Regions from separate parts of the Mus musculus genome. Here regions 1, 2 and 4 are each linked to region 3. The links are chromatin contacts, called in public HiChIP or PLAC-seq and promoter capture Hi-C maps. All regions are on one chromosome and are shown on one strand. The core of a region is the stretch at or near the end of the contact, and the rest is flanking DNA. Distances in the headings are between cores, read along the strand shown. Region 1 overlaps Adk (adenosine kinase). Region 2 overlaps Adk (adenosine kinase). Region 3 holds the start of Chchd1 (coiled-coil-helix-coiled-coil-helix domain containing 1). Region 4 overlaps Vcl (vinculin).

Region 1 (3,174 bases), core at 99-2,598, 380 kb after region 3:
TTGCCATATGTTTGTTTCTCTTAGGGAAGGATGCAGCTTCATAGGATAATTTTATGTTATTTTGTGAACAAAAATTCCTGGATAGAAGCTGACAACAAAGGCTGACTGACTCATTAGAACTTTAATGATGTGGAAATGATGGAATGTTGCCAAGCCAAATTATCTTGGGCTATCTTTAACACACTTAATAACCATTTATTACCTTCCTCTCCGTGTGACCTAATATCTTTGTGACCGTTAGGTAAATCTTTTGGAATGTACAGACAGACCCCTGCAGATAACATCTGAAGTCCATAGTTTGATTTCCCAGCTTTTCTAATATTTCTACCAATGTATTCAGAAAGGGTCTTGATTTATGATTTTCTTGTGTTACTATAAAACTTTATTAAACTGTTACATTATTGGAACATGGCATTTGGTAAACTATTTCTGGGTATAATCACTCACATTTGGCTTCAGAACAAACCATGTTTTTTGTTCCTTTGAGGTAAAAGCCCCCATTTTTCTGTCTCCTTCCTTCTCTGTCTCTTCTTCCTTCTTTAGAAACTTCATCCCTGTTTACCAATGTGGCTGCATCATTTTACATTTCCAACAATGTCTGAGGATCCAGTTTTTCACATTCCTGTTATACTTGCTACTGTTTCCCAGTCTGCTTAGAGATACTGTGCCTGTCGAGGCACATCCTAAACACGCAGCCAGAGCTTACAGCAGTAAAGCTGTCGTTTGTGCTTGTGCGGTCTTCTGCCCAGGCAGATATGGGTGCTTCGGGCCTTCCCTTGTCTTCCTTAAGCTTGGCCACTGCAATTTTAGGAACATTCTGGAGGTTCCCTCTGTGGATGTTTTTTCCTTACACTTTCCCTTTTATGTTTTTGGTTAACTTGTTTGTTCCAACTGCTTCAAGCAGCTGGAATGTTAAACAGTTGCAGCTGGTTGTATTTGAGATGCTCTTTGGGAAACTCTGAGCACAGGGCAAGCTCAGGATCAGCTCAAACACGGGAAGGCTTGAGCTTCTGAAGGACCTGTCAGTTAGCTGAAATGATTGCAGTTCTCCGAAATAGAGCTTTGATAGTGTACCAGCACATTTCTCACCTCTCAGGGGCTGCCTGGCATCTGGCTTCAGTCTGTGAGGGTTGTTTCTTCTCAGAATCACTATGAAACTGGGGAGAGGCAGAGAGGGATCTCTATTCCTGTGATAAAACTGTAAAAGCAACTCGGAGAGGATAGGGTTTATTTCTGTGTACAGCCCAGATCCCAGTCCATTGTCAAAGGAAGGCAGCACAAGAACACAGGCAGGGCAGGCCGCTGGGGAACCCAAGCATGGCTCTGAAGCGATGCTGCTTAGTGGCCCTCTCCTCCTGCCTTGTTTAGTTTGCTTTCATATACAACCTAGATCTGCCTGCTTGCTCAGGGTGCACTCCAACCCCCCTGGCCTTTCACATCAATCATTAATCAAGAAAATGGCCTACCAAATTGCCTGCAGGTGTTTTCTCAATTGAGTTTCTTCTTCCTAGATAATTCTAACTAGTGTCAGGTTGATACAAATCTACTAAGACCTTAAGTAAAACCACTAGGAAGCTAGCTGCCCTACCTGCATTCAGCCACTCTCCCATAGCTGGTTATGTATTTTCTTCTCCTTTGGAGCTCTTATAATTGTAAAAGGATGAGTCAGTTTTGCAGTCTGAAAATTATTATTCATTTATAAGCTGGGTGGGGTGGCCCATGCCTGGACATGAATCACAGAGCAGCCTAGACTACACAACAAGACCCTGTCTCAAGCAGACAAATGTGGCAAACATGTCAATATTTCAGTGTTAGGTATAAAAAAGATACTGAGACAAACGGTCACTTATGTAGTTGCTTTGTCAGTCAGGCCAGACCCTGTCAGGAAATTGCTCGAATGGCCCCATTCATTCGTGAGGAAATAGTGCAATGCTTTAGACACACGTCACTTTTCTTCTGTCTAGCATCTTCAACCTTCTACTCCTTTGGTAATTTCTTTTTGCGCTAAACATGTATGTTTCGGGGCTGGAGAGATGATGGTGCAAAGGTTAAGAGCCCTTACTGATCCCCAGATGAGCAGTTCCTTGACCCAAGCTCTGTGACTCCAGCTCCGGGAGATCTGGAGCCCTTGTCTGGCTTTGGAGGGCACTTGAACATATGTGGCCGTGCACACACCCTCTCTCACTGTAAATAAGAAGAAAACGAAATGTTAAAGAAATATGTATGTTCAGATTCCAACTTCTTGGGACCAACTTTTACCTTCCTCATACACCAGGTGTTTTAGAATTACTCAGGCCATCTAGGTGATTGAGCCCGCCCTTCTGTGGGAGGGTTTCCTGACCATCTTCCACCATCGCATCTAGTGAGATGAGCTTCCATATGTTCTTCTACATTTGGATGAAACAGTTTGATACATAAAACCACAAACTCTGCTATTTATTCCCCAGAAGAGTCTGTTGTCAAAGACAGTCTGGAAGGGGACTGACTGGTCTGGCCACCCAGTCTCAAAACCTGTAAAAATAGCCAGACTTAAAATGGAAGGCAGGAAAGAGGAGATTTATTCAGTGTGGCTACTTGGAAAGAGGGGCAGAGATTCGGGCCCCTGCCCTCAATCTGTCTTCAGGATCCTGGAGAGAGATTAAAGTTTAAATAGCCGGCCAGGAATGTACACATCTGTGGTAACAATCAAGGTGTCTGCTCTTCCGCTCTCACCCTGGAAGGTGGTCTGACAAGCTGGTGGAGCTGTGTGAAATCTTTCCTGGAGACAAATCCTTTCTTTATCTAGCTCCTTCCCTTCTCCCAGCATGAGATTCCTGGAGAAATTCCCATTTCTTTGGAGTTCATTGTTTCAATAGTGTGAGTCAGATTGAGAGACATTAGTGTCCCTTTAGAATACCTTTATCTCTGCCAGTCTTGTGCAGCTGAAGAAGGCCTATCACTCCTTATCCCCCTGCCTCTGTCTCTCAAGAGTAGCAGTAGGCTTATAGGTGTGGGTAGTCGTTTATCCATTTCTAAAAATAACTATCATTGCTAGGCATGGTGGTATACACCTTTAATCCCAGCACTCCAGAGGTAGAGGCAGAGAACATCTCTGTGTTTGAGCCCAGTCTGGTTTACATAGTGAGTTCTAGGTCAGCCAGAGCTACAGAGAAACCCTGTCTTAATCTTCTCCTA
Region 2 (3,237 bases), core at 77-2,576, 410 kb after region 3:
TGGACAGAGGCTCTCACCCATAACCAAGAAGCTGTTTACACTTGATACAAAGGGGAAAGCAGCTCTCCTATGGAGTGTCACTGGGTGTGTCAACTGCATTACACAGCAGGCCCTATGCCCAGGAGTGTTTAGCCAACACAAAATAAACTCTGTAGTATTTTTGTAGACTTTTGTTTTATTTTGGTACTTTTTTTTTTTTTGTCCTATTATTCTTTTGCTTTTTATTTTTCTGTTTTTGTGTTGGGAGGTCGAGGTGGGGAGGAGGATCTGGGAGAGATTGGGGGAGGGGAACCATCATGAAAATATACTGTGAAAACATATCTTTCAGGTTTAAAAAGTCTTGAGTTATATAGTACTCTTACGAAGCTTTTGCTTGCAAGTGCCTCACAGTCTTCGGTGTGGATGGTTTGGAGTTTCTCATCCCTGGTGTTCTGTTATAGGCTGGGACCCTTCATGGTGACGAATGGCTAGTGCAGCTCTAGAGGTAATTATAGTTGAGAATTTAGTGACAATAAGAGAGTGTTTCTTTTAAAAAACTACTCAGACAAACTTTCTAATGTGATTGTCCTCTGTATCACATGTTCTTTCTGAGTCAGTTGCAGAGCAAACAAATGGGTTGGGGATTTGCCTCAGTGGGTAGAGTACTTGTGTAGTGTGTTTGAGGCCCTACGCCTGGTTCTCAGAACTTTATAAATCAGGGCGTGGTGCATGTTGGGTTGCAGATGGGTCACCGCATGCACTTGACCCTTGGGCGGGTTGTGTACATCTACTCATGTCCTCAAGTTTCAGCACCATGTGCATTATCCCCCGAGCCTTCTCCCTGGCCTGCATATATTTAATGGTGTAAAAACTATTAATTAAGTTATGCATCAGGCACTGTTTAATGCCTAATTTAAACCTTCCCATTTTCATTATTATAATGAAAATATTCCTCACATTTCTGCCTATTTTCAGATAAAAACAGTGTTAAGTACCATACTTTTAATTTTACTAACGACTCTCCTGAGGTATGACAATCATAATTAACAAGAACGTTTCTGCCTTGGTGCCAGGGATCCCATCCGGTGCCTCCCACATGCGAGGGAAGCACCTCCCCACCCCTACCTACCTCACTGTGCCCTCTGCCTTTGCCATTTTACCTAACGCTAGTCATTGCTCAATATGTGTGCTGTGAAAACATCTGAACCCGGGGGTTGCTCTTTTGGTGAAGGAACTTTGATCTTTATTTTCTGATCACGAGCTTTCAGTTTGAATACAGGTTGGCAAAACACTTGTGAAATAGAATACCTAGTGGTATATAGCTTTATGTTCCTGTCTGTGGCGACCACTTTGAAGTGGTGTTTTCTCCTTCCATAGAAGCCTCCCAGGCATGGCTTCTCAAGGGCACTGTGAGTCATTCCTGCCTTGAGAGCAATTGTAAACCTCTCCTGCTTTGCTCTCTCATCATCTCTAAGGAAATGTGTCAGTTGTCTAACTAGTTTCATTATTGATATTTGGCCTGTTAGGGTGTCTTAGTGATTCCAATTCCTTTAGGGTTTGTAATTTCTTTTTTCTTCTTTTTCTTTTCTTTCTTTCTTTCTTTCCTTTTTTTTTTTTTTTTTTTAGTTTTAAGATTCTTAAGCTGGTGATAGTGGCACACCCCATTGATCCCTGCACTCAGGAAGCAGAGAGGCAGGTGGATCTGTGAGTTCAAGGCCAGCTTGATCTACAAATGAATTCGAGGATGGCTAGAGCTACACAGTGGAGCTTGTGTCTTCAAAACAAAGTAAACAGAAAGATTCAGAGATGTTCCTGAAAATTTTGTGTTTTGAGATAGGGTCTCACAGTGTGCCCCTGGCTGACCTGGAACCCACAAACGTGTGCCTCCACAGTCTGATAAAGGCACGCTGCCCCACAGCCAGCCCAGAAGGTTTCTTGACCTCCCTGATCTGGTTTCTGGCCAGATTTTACATTAGAAGAGCTAGGTTGTCCTGTAATTTTGTTTCCTTCCATCTCATCTCAGGAGCCAGCCAAAGGTAAAGTTCCCTCTGTCTTTGTACCTTTACGCGCTCAGTATACTTTTGTTTTTAGGCTTTCTTACTTATGTTTGGTGATTGGGTCTCAGGGTATGTCCCTGGCAGGACTGGAACTTGGTAAATAGGCCCGATTCTCCTTAAACTCAACCACCCTCCCTGAGCTGAGGTTAAAGGTGTTCACTAGCATACCTGACTCAGTATGCTTTTTAGTGAATAAAATGTCTTGAATATCCAGAATGTCTCCAACTCTGACTCTACTCGTTCTTTATTCCTTGATGATTCCCTCCTGAGGTGTTAACAGTAGGACCCAAGGTTGCCTGCCTCCAGTCCTGCCCCTTCTGTCATTCTGCTTATTAAGTAACCTTCCGTTCACTTTGTCCTGTCCCCTCCTAATGGTCCACCTCTATGAAAGGTGAATTCATCCCACAGTTGACTATAATGTTAACAGACTTGAAGAGATGGGTGTGGCTCAGCATGCCTAGTTCACTTGTGAGACCAAGGCAGGAGGTGATATGTTAGAATAGTGGCTCGAGTTGGAACATAGCACACCAGGCCAAAACAGTTCCACGTGTAAGAGGGGCAAGGTGGCAGCAGAAAAGAGAAGGGGGGAAGAGAGAGAGAGAGAGAGAGAGAGAGAGAGAGAGAGAGAGAGAGAGAGAGAGAGAGAGATGGGGTATGGCTTTCTTTATATATATGGGTAATGATGTAACACAAGTAAAGGTAGGAGGTGAGCTAAGTGGATTCTGGGGATATGGTGGCTGTTGCCTTGGTAATGGGTCTGCAGGTCCCACCTATGTGATGTCACAGGTTTCAGAGGTCCTGATGCCAACAGGAGGACTGTCTTGAGTTTGATGTCAGCCAAAGACAGACAAACACCACCAAACAAAATTGCTTTAGTGGTTCTGTAATTGTCCAGTGTCAAGCATGGCTTGTAAGTTGTTGCTAACTGGGACCTTGCCTTCTCCTTCAGTGATAGCCTCTGGAGTCAGCTTTCTTCTGTCACCCCCCACCCTTTTCAGAAAAATTTAGCCACTTCTACCTCCCCAATTCAGCCCTAATGAATTTGTTCCTACTATACTGTAATTTTTCTGAGAGTCTCTAATATTAGACTGAGTTTCTTAATGACTAATTACATCCCATTATGCTGGCTACTCTACATAGTTTTGTGTACTGCATTTTGTTGCTTAAATTCCTAAATGCTTATGGATTATGGAATAAGTAT
Region 3 (3,392 bases), core at 685-3,184:
TAAGAGTCAGTTTTCTTTCTGCCATGTGGTCTCAAGGACTAAACTCAACAGACTTAGTGGCAGCACCTCTATTCACCAAGTGAGCCATTTTGCTGGCCTGTATTTGCTTATTTTGGGGGATTGAGGTGATAAAATTGGAGACTTGTAAAAAATAATGGTAAACACTTTTCCTTTCTCATTTCATTATTTTATTTATTTTTTGTTTGTTTCATTAAGGCAGGGTCATGTTATATGGCCCTGGCTTGCCAAGTACTCATTATATGTAACTTAGGCTGGTTTCAAACTCTTTAATCTGTCTCCTGCCTCAATTTCCCAAGTGCTTGGATTGTAGGCATATGCCACGCCTGGCATAGCTATTTTTAGCATGAACAAGATACACAAAGGCTCGTCTCATTTTAAACATTTAAGAGATATTTAAAAATATTTTTCCGTGCTCGCTTTGGCAGCCTATATACTAAAACGGGGACGATACAGAGAAGATTAGCATGGCCCTTGCACAAGGATGACACGCAAATTCGTGAAGTGTTCCATAGTTTTGTAAAGTGGATAAAAAAGATTTGTTAGCAAATGCAAATTAAAGTTTGGGAAAGAAAAGAAATTTACCCATGTGTGCGTTCGAGGTGTTGGTAGAAGTAATTATGAGCCCTGCAACGTGGATGCTGGAAACCAAACAGTCCTCTGGAAGAGCTAAAAACACTCTTTAAGCACGGAGCTACCTCTCCAGACCCTGAGCTAGCTAAGATTTCAAAGTAGATGTTGGGGTACATAAGGTCACAAACAATATAAATGTGTGTGACAATAAAAAAGGTGCCTTGATGGCTGCCGGTAGGGTGTGGTAAGAGAGGGAAAACCCCTCTGATGTGAACCCAGTGTTAATCTTGGGATTCGCCAGAAAAACGAAGTCCACCATTTTGGGCTAAATTTAAAGCAAGCTTTATTAGATACTAAATACTGACCAAAAGATGGACTTTTTGGTCAGGCCCATTCCTGGAATTTCCCTCCTGAATTAGCTATGTGACTCCGGAAGAAAGGCATCCACGTAGGCTATCAAGGGAGAATTCCAAACATCTGAGGTAAAAAATGTCAGCAAATATACCTTGCTCTAAAGTAGACATCATATAAACTACAGGACTGCTGGATTCCGCTTCCATTAGCAGAAATGTCTTGAATTCATTTGCAAATACCAAAGAATCTATATATAGCACATCTTTTGATTCGGTTTTGTAAACAGTTAAGTCAAACACTCAAGTCCAACAAATCACAACTGGAGGTCTATAAAAAGAAGTGATATAGTTGCTCTAATATTAAATGTTGTGTATGTCACACGTAAATGTTACAACGTTCACCCTACTGTGCGATCATTCCAAACGAGTAAACAGTATCTACCTAGCAGTCCATGTAAGAGTTGTAAAAAGCAACCATTTTATTATTTTGGTTTTTCTGCTACAGAGTTTCTCTGTGTAGCCCTGGCAGTCCTGGAGACCAGGCTGGCCTCAAACTCAGATCCGCCTGCCTCCCCGCCTCCCCGCCTCCCCACCTCCCCAGTGCCGGGATTTAAAGGCGAGCGTCACCACCGCCTGGCAAAAGGAATCATCATTCTCACAGACTTGTTAAAACAAAAGTCCTTTGCAATCCAAAATCCTTAACTCCAGCCCCACGGGATCCAACGCCTTCCCCTGGCCGCCACGGACGCGGCACTCACGTGGTGCCCACACGCAGACACCGACTCACAAATAAGTGGCAGCCGCGGACACGGGGCCCCTGAATCCTGCCGGGTCCCGAGCACGCAAAGGGCGCGCACAACCTATAGCATCCTAACCTGCTGTCGGCTGCCGGCCCGACGGGGTTCGAATCCAGTGTCACCGTGAGGCCAAGACCCGGAAAGTGCGCGCACAGCTGCCCGTTGTCCGCACGCCAAGCGCGTAGAGGTCAAGAGGGGTCACGCACGGCGCCGCGGAGCCTACTGGGAACGCTGTGCAAAATGGCGACGCCCAGTCTACGCGGCCGCCTGGCGCGGTTTGCGAACCCGGGAAAACCTATACTGAAACCCAACAAGCCTCTTATCTTAGCTAACCGCGTCGGGAACCGACGTAGAGAAAAGGGAGGTGAGCACTTGGAGCGGGGGCGGCTAGGTAATCTCGGGGGAGAGGTGTTAGGTCGCCCTGTGGCTGAAGGTCTCCCAGTTCTTCCCCTCCAGAGGCAACCTGTATCACGGAGATGTCGATGATGATGGCTTGCTGGAAGCAGAATGAATTCCGCGACGAGGCGTGCAGGAAAGAGATCCAGGACTTCTTCGATTGTTCTTCCAGGGCTCAGGTGATGTCTGGCTCCTAGCGTGCCTTCTTGGGAAAAGAAAGGGGAATACAAAGAAATGGTTCAAGCCGGGCGTGGTGGCGCACGCCTTTAATCCCAGCACTTGGGAGGCAGAGGCAGGTGGATTTCTGAGTTCGAGGCCAGCCTGGTCTACAAAGTGAGTGCCAGGACAGCCAGGGCTACACAGAGAAACCCTGTCTCGAAAAACCAAAAAAAAAAAACCAAACGCAAAGAAATGGTTCACACCGCCCTGTGTTAAATTATGTACAGAGTCTCCCATTCATCTGTGACTGGCTCACCCTCACCAAAGTGAGAAAAAGCTAAGTTTTGTCATAGGTTGATCTTCACTAATTTGCTAGCCAGAATAGTAGTTTGAGATGATAACAATCATTTGTACATCCCCAATCCCTTTAAATCCCCTTTTTGTTCCTTTGGGTTTTTTGTTTGTTTGTTTGGGGTGTGTGTGTGTGTGTGTGTGTGTGTATGTGTGTAAGTGCTTGCGTGCTTGAAAATGCAGGGACACATCTGTGGGCACCAGTGCTGTGTGGTGGCCTGAGGTAAACGTCTGGAATTTTCCTCCATTCCTCTTCCACTTTATTCCTTGAGGCAGGGTCTCTTGGGGTTTGGAATATTATAAAAATTATGGGTCTAGGTCAGAATAAGCTAAAGAACTGTGACTTTGTTTTTTGTTTTCTGTTTTCTGTTGTGTTTTCAGGAAGCCAGGAAGATGAGATCAATCCAGGAGTCTCTGGGACAGTCCGAGAGTTTATCTCCCCACAAGATGACCAAGTTGTTACAGAGATTTCCCAACAAATCTCATCTCATCTGAAAATGGAGAAATATTTTCAATGAACTCTCATTTCCAAAAGCTATACAGAGAGGCACGTTTGGGAGGTTTGCGGTTTGCATTTGCATTGCTACGAGTTTTTGAAGGGTAAAATGAGGCAAAATACTTAATTTTGCTCTTTTGAATGAATCGTATTCTGGATGCTGTCTTGAAATAAAATCCTCTAAAAAGAAGTTGGCCATTTCTTCTAATTAGCTGCTTCTCCTCACACCTCCAGCCCCATCCTGAAGAG
Region 4 (2,961 bases), core at 320-2,819, 270 kb after region 3:
AGACTCAGTTTATTAATTTGCAGACAAGGTCTAAATAGGTTGATGGATTAAATCTTGTTTACTTTATGTACCCTTCAATTAGAAATGAGCAAATAAAACATTAGGCTTGTGTCACTTGTGTTCCATTGTCTACAGAGTAATCACAAGGTTGAAAAGAGCTCAGAGGGCCCAGGGAGATCACATATACATTACTAGCATGTATATACATAATATTACCATGTTTGCTGGCTAGTCTTATGTCAACTTGACACAAAAACTAGTTACCTAAAAGGAGGGACATTAACTGAGAAAGTGCCTCCATAAGATCTGGCTGTAAGGCATTTTCTTAGTTAGTAATTGATGGGGGAGGTTCTAGTCTATTGTGGGTAGTACCTCCCTGGTCTGGTGATACTGGGTTCTATAAGAAAGCAGGCTGAGCAAGTCATGAGAGCAAGCCAAAAAGGAGGCACCCCTCCATGTCTTCTTCATCAACTCTTGCCTGTTCCTGTCCTGATTTCCTTCAGTAATGAGAAACAATGTGGACTTGTGAGCCAAATAAATCCTTTCCTCCAAAACTTACTACTGGTCATGGTTTTTGTCGCAGCAATAAAACCCTGACTAAGACACCATGTAATTCTGAGAATGCCAATGTAAAGATTCTGCTCATTTAAAATAAGCTCTCACATTTGAGGCAGAGTCTCATGCGGCCTAAGTTAACTTTGAGCTGCATATATAGCCAAAGCTGGCCTAAAATCCTGATCCCAAGATTGCAGGTGTACACCATCAGTAATAAACTCATTATATAGATAAAAAGACCAATCCTTGACAAACCAACTCACCCAAGATCACCCTGTTACTTTCTTATTGCAGATTTCATGGTTTCTGAAGGTATGTTCATTTTATAGTCAGGTTCTCCAGAAAGAAGTGTGACTCTCGGACAGTAATGACTTGTTTTGCTTTGAGAGACAGTTTCACTATGTAGACCAAGCTGACTTCTTTAAATTTAAATTCACCTGTCTCTGGCTCCTGAGATGAGGGATTAAAGTTGTGTACTATTTTTAGAAGATAACAGTTTATTCTTTTCCTAAGTGTTTCAAAAAGGAGAAAAGTACAGATGTAATCTGTGATATATTTCACTGTCTTAATAATTCTTGTTTATTTGTTATGTTTCTATGTATGTGGTTTATGGTCTATGTGAGGGTGCAGGCATGTGCTTGCCCTAATGTGGCTGTGAGGTCGGAGGATAACTTCCAGGACTTGGTTTTCTCTGCTATTGAGGCTGGGTTACCTTTTGTTTCTGTCCTGTTGCTGTTCTTGTGAGCTTTGGTGATTCTTCTGATAGATGTAAGCTGCACCTCATCTAGCTCTTGTGGGTTCCAAGGATATTAACTCAGGCTGCCAGACTTGCACAGCAAGTCCTGTACTACACTAAGCCATCCCCTTGGCTCCTTTGTCTTAAAATGTGCCAACTGTAAAGAATGAAAGTACTAAGCTTTTACAGATTCAGGGATCACACATACTATTGACTAAGTGACTCATCCCATAGGTATATAGAGACTGTTGACTGCCACAGGTTTTTCCTGGACAAACAGGCCTGGGAAGATGACTCACTGCAGAAAGTACCTGCTGTGTAAGCATGAGGGTGTGAGTTTGGATCCCTAGCACCTGCAGAAAAGGTTGGGTATATCACTATACCCAGTGATATGTACCTGTAACCCCAACATTGGGGGCCAGGGGGTAGGGTGGAGTCTGGAGAGTCCTGGTGGTTTACCCACTGGGTAGCCAGTCTAGTTGAATTTGATTGAGGAAGACACTCAATGAGTTAAGACTTTACTATGTGCACATGAATACACACACACACACACACACACACACACACACACACACACTCTCTCTCTCTCTCTCTCTCATCCCCCCATACAAACATACACTTACACATGCGCTTACTCACTCTCGCACACACACATGCACACACATACGAATAAGTTAAACAGGACGAAAGGCAGATAGAAACACTATTCCTTTATTACCCTGACTTTTCCAATATAGTTCAAATCTCAAATGAATAAATGCATTATTAAAGTGTAAAGATTATATGTTGCTTTTCCTTAAATTGTTTCAGATTTTTATTGTTCTTCCCAGAGTAGAGCCAAGGAACCCATGAAACAGCTCTATTTCTTAAATTCCATGTGTGGACTGCTTGTTATTTAATCCACTTCATTTTGTTCACGAGGCAGCAGAGGCTCAGAAGCTCAGTAACTTGTTGAAAGTAACTGAGCCCAGGGATGGCAGAAGATCCTAACCCAAGACTGTCTGACTGCAAGGCCTGTGCTAAGTCACACTCTCCCTCTCCTTTGTGAGAATGCTGGCTGATAGTAGGCTAGTTTCTTCAAGGCATCCATGAATGATAATAGAGGTAAAACTATCTAGAGGGGAGGAGGTTTGCTGATGGTCCACTCCTGCCACAGACTCTCTCTCTCTTTTTTTTTAAAATTACTTTCTTAAATAAACTCAGCTACTTTAAAAACATTATGATAGTCGTTTCTTTCCTCCAGTCTATATTTCTGCTCATGGTAAGATTTTATTTATATTTATATTTATTTATATTTCTGCTCATGGTAAGACTTACTTGTTGTGCTGGAGATCAGACCCAGGGTCTTAAGGTTTTAGACAGTTATCTTCAGCTGAATTATACACACACACACACACACACACACACACACACACACACACAAATAGCTTGTATTTGTTTAATGTTTTTTTTCAGTATCCATTGAGACAATCACACAGTTTTTTCCTTTATTGTATTATGGTAACCAGTAGTCCACTACATGAATGTACATTTTCTGATAATGAACCATGCTTGCATTTTTTTTTGGTGGATAAATTGTATTTGGTTATGATTTTAAAAAGCATTAACAGGGAGTTGGGACACACTTAGGGGGTTGAAAGCTGGACGATTGCTAGTTTGAGGCCATCCTG

The links. Promoter capture Hi-C pulls out the DNA fragments that hold promoters and counts their contacts. HiChIP or PLAC-seq counts read pairs in DNA pulled down with a chosen protein or histone mark.
Region 1: a FOXA1 HiChIP or PLAC-seq map of pancreatic cancer cells shows a contact between it and region 3. The contact joins the enhancer-like site here to the promoter of Chchd1 in region 3. A contact is called at or near these places in 6 of 39 promoter capture datasets (the C10 cell line, the HPC-7 cell line, cranial neural crest and 2 more), 1 of 484 Hi-C or Micro-C datasets (adipose-derived mesenchymal stem cells), 8 of 115 datasets of contacts at active chromatin or transcription factors (the NIH/3T3 cell line, the SCID.adh cell line, bone marrow-derived macrophages and 5 more) and 3 of 9 other capture datasets (adipose tissue, liver and pancreatic islet).
Region 2: a promoter capture Hi-C map of the 3T3-L1 cell line shows a contact between it and region 3, with 9 times the contacts expected there. The contact joins the enhancer-like site here to the promoter of Chchd1 in region 3. A contact is called at or near these places in 9 of 39 promoter capture datasets (the 3T3-L1 cell line, 3T3-L1-derived adipocytes, the C10 cell line and 4 more), 1 of 115 datasets of contacts at active chromatin or transcription factors (pancreatic cancer cells) and 1 of 9 other capture datasets (liver).
Region 4: a FOXA1 HiChIP or PLAC-seq map of pancreatic cancer cells shows a contact between it and region 3. The contact joins the enhancer-like site here to the promoter of Chchd1 in region 3. A contact is called at or near these places in 9 of 39 promoter capture datasets (the C10 cell line, the HPC-7 cell line, cranial neural crest and 5 more), 1 of 484 Hi-C or Micro-C datasets (nephron progenitors), 7 of 115 datasets of contacts at active chromatin or transcription factors (the 230-238 cell line, the SCID.adh cell line, bone marrow-derived macrophages and 3 more) and 3 of 9 other capture datasets (adipose tissue, liver and macrophages).

What each region holds. Positions count from the first base shown.
Region 1 is chr14:21,086,158-21,089,331 of GRCm38.p6, forward strand. The region is part of intron 1 of Adk (adenosine kinase); the gene reads left to right. Among named protein-coding and RNA genes, the nearest start is that of Adk, 35 kb to the left of the region's middle. Within about 2 kb of position 1,349, at least 124 of the 459 cell types and tissues checked have an H3K27ac peak or open chromatin away from gene starts, as enhancers often do. A contact at or near this core is called in the NIH/3T3 cell line, adipose tissue, embryonic stem cells and 5 more, where this site is marked.
Region 2 is chr14:21,111,690-21,114,926 of GRCm38.p6, forward strand. All of the region lies in intron 3 of Adk (adenosine kinase), which reads left to right. Among named protein-coding and RNA genes, the nearest start is that of Adk, 61 kb to the left of the region's middle. Within about 2 kb of position 1,327, at least 51 of the 459 cell types and tissues checked have an H3K27ac peak or open chromatin away from gene starts, as enhancers often do. A contact at or near this core is called in liver, where this site is marked.
Region 3 is chr14:20,701,093-20,704,484 of GRCm38.p6, forward strand. It overlaps Chchd1 (coiled-coil-helix-coiled-coil-helix domain containing 1), which reads left to right and starts at 1,935. Exons shown (of 3, transcript NM_025366.3): 1 at 1,935-2,105; 2 at 2,198-2,316; 3 at 3,029-3,333. The coding sequence starts at 1,982. The coding sequence ends at 3,142. It overlaps 6230400D17Rik (RIKEN cDNA 6230400D17 gene), which reads right to left and starts at 2,007. Exons shown (of 1, transcript NR_029446.1): 1 at 920-2,007. Gm25328 (a small nuclear RNA gene) reads left to right here and starts at 431; the gene lies at 431-537.
Region 4 is chr14:20,972,477-20,975,437 of GRCm38.p6, forward strand. All of the region lies in intron 2 of Vcl (vinculin), which reads left to right. Among named protein-coding and RNA genes, the nearest start is that of Vcl, 45 kb to the left of the region's middle. Within about 2 kb of position 1,570, at least 58 of the 459 cell types and tissues checked have an H3K27ac peak or open chromatin away from gene starts, as enhancers often do. A contact at or near this core is called in pancreatic cancer cells, where this site is marked.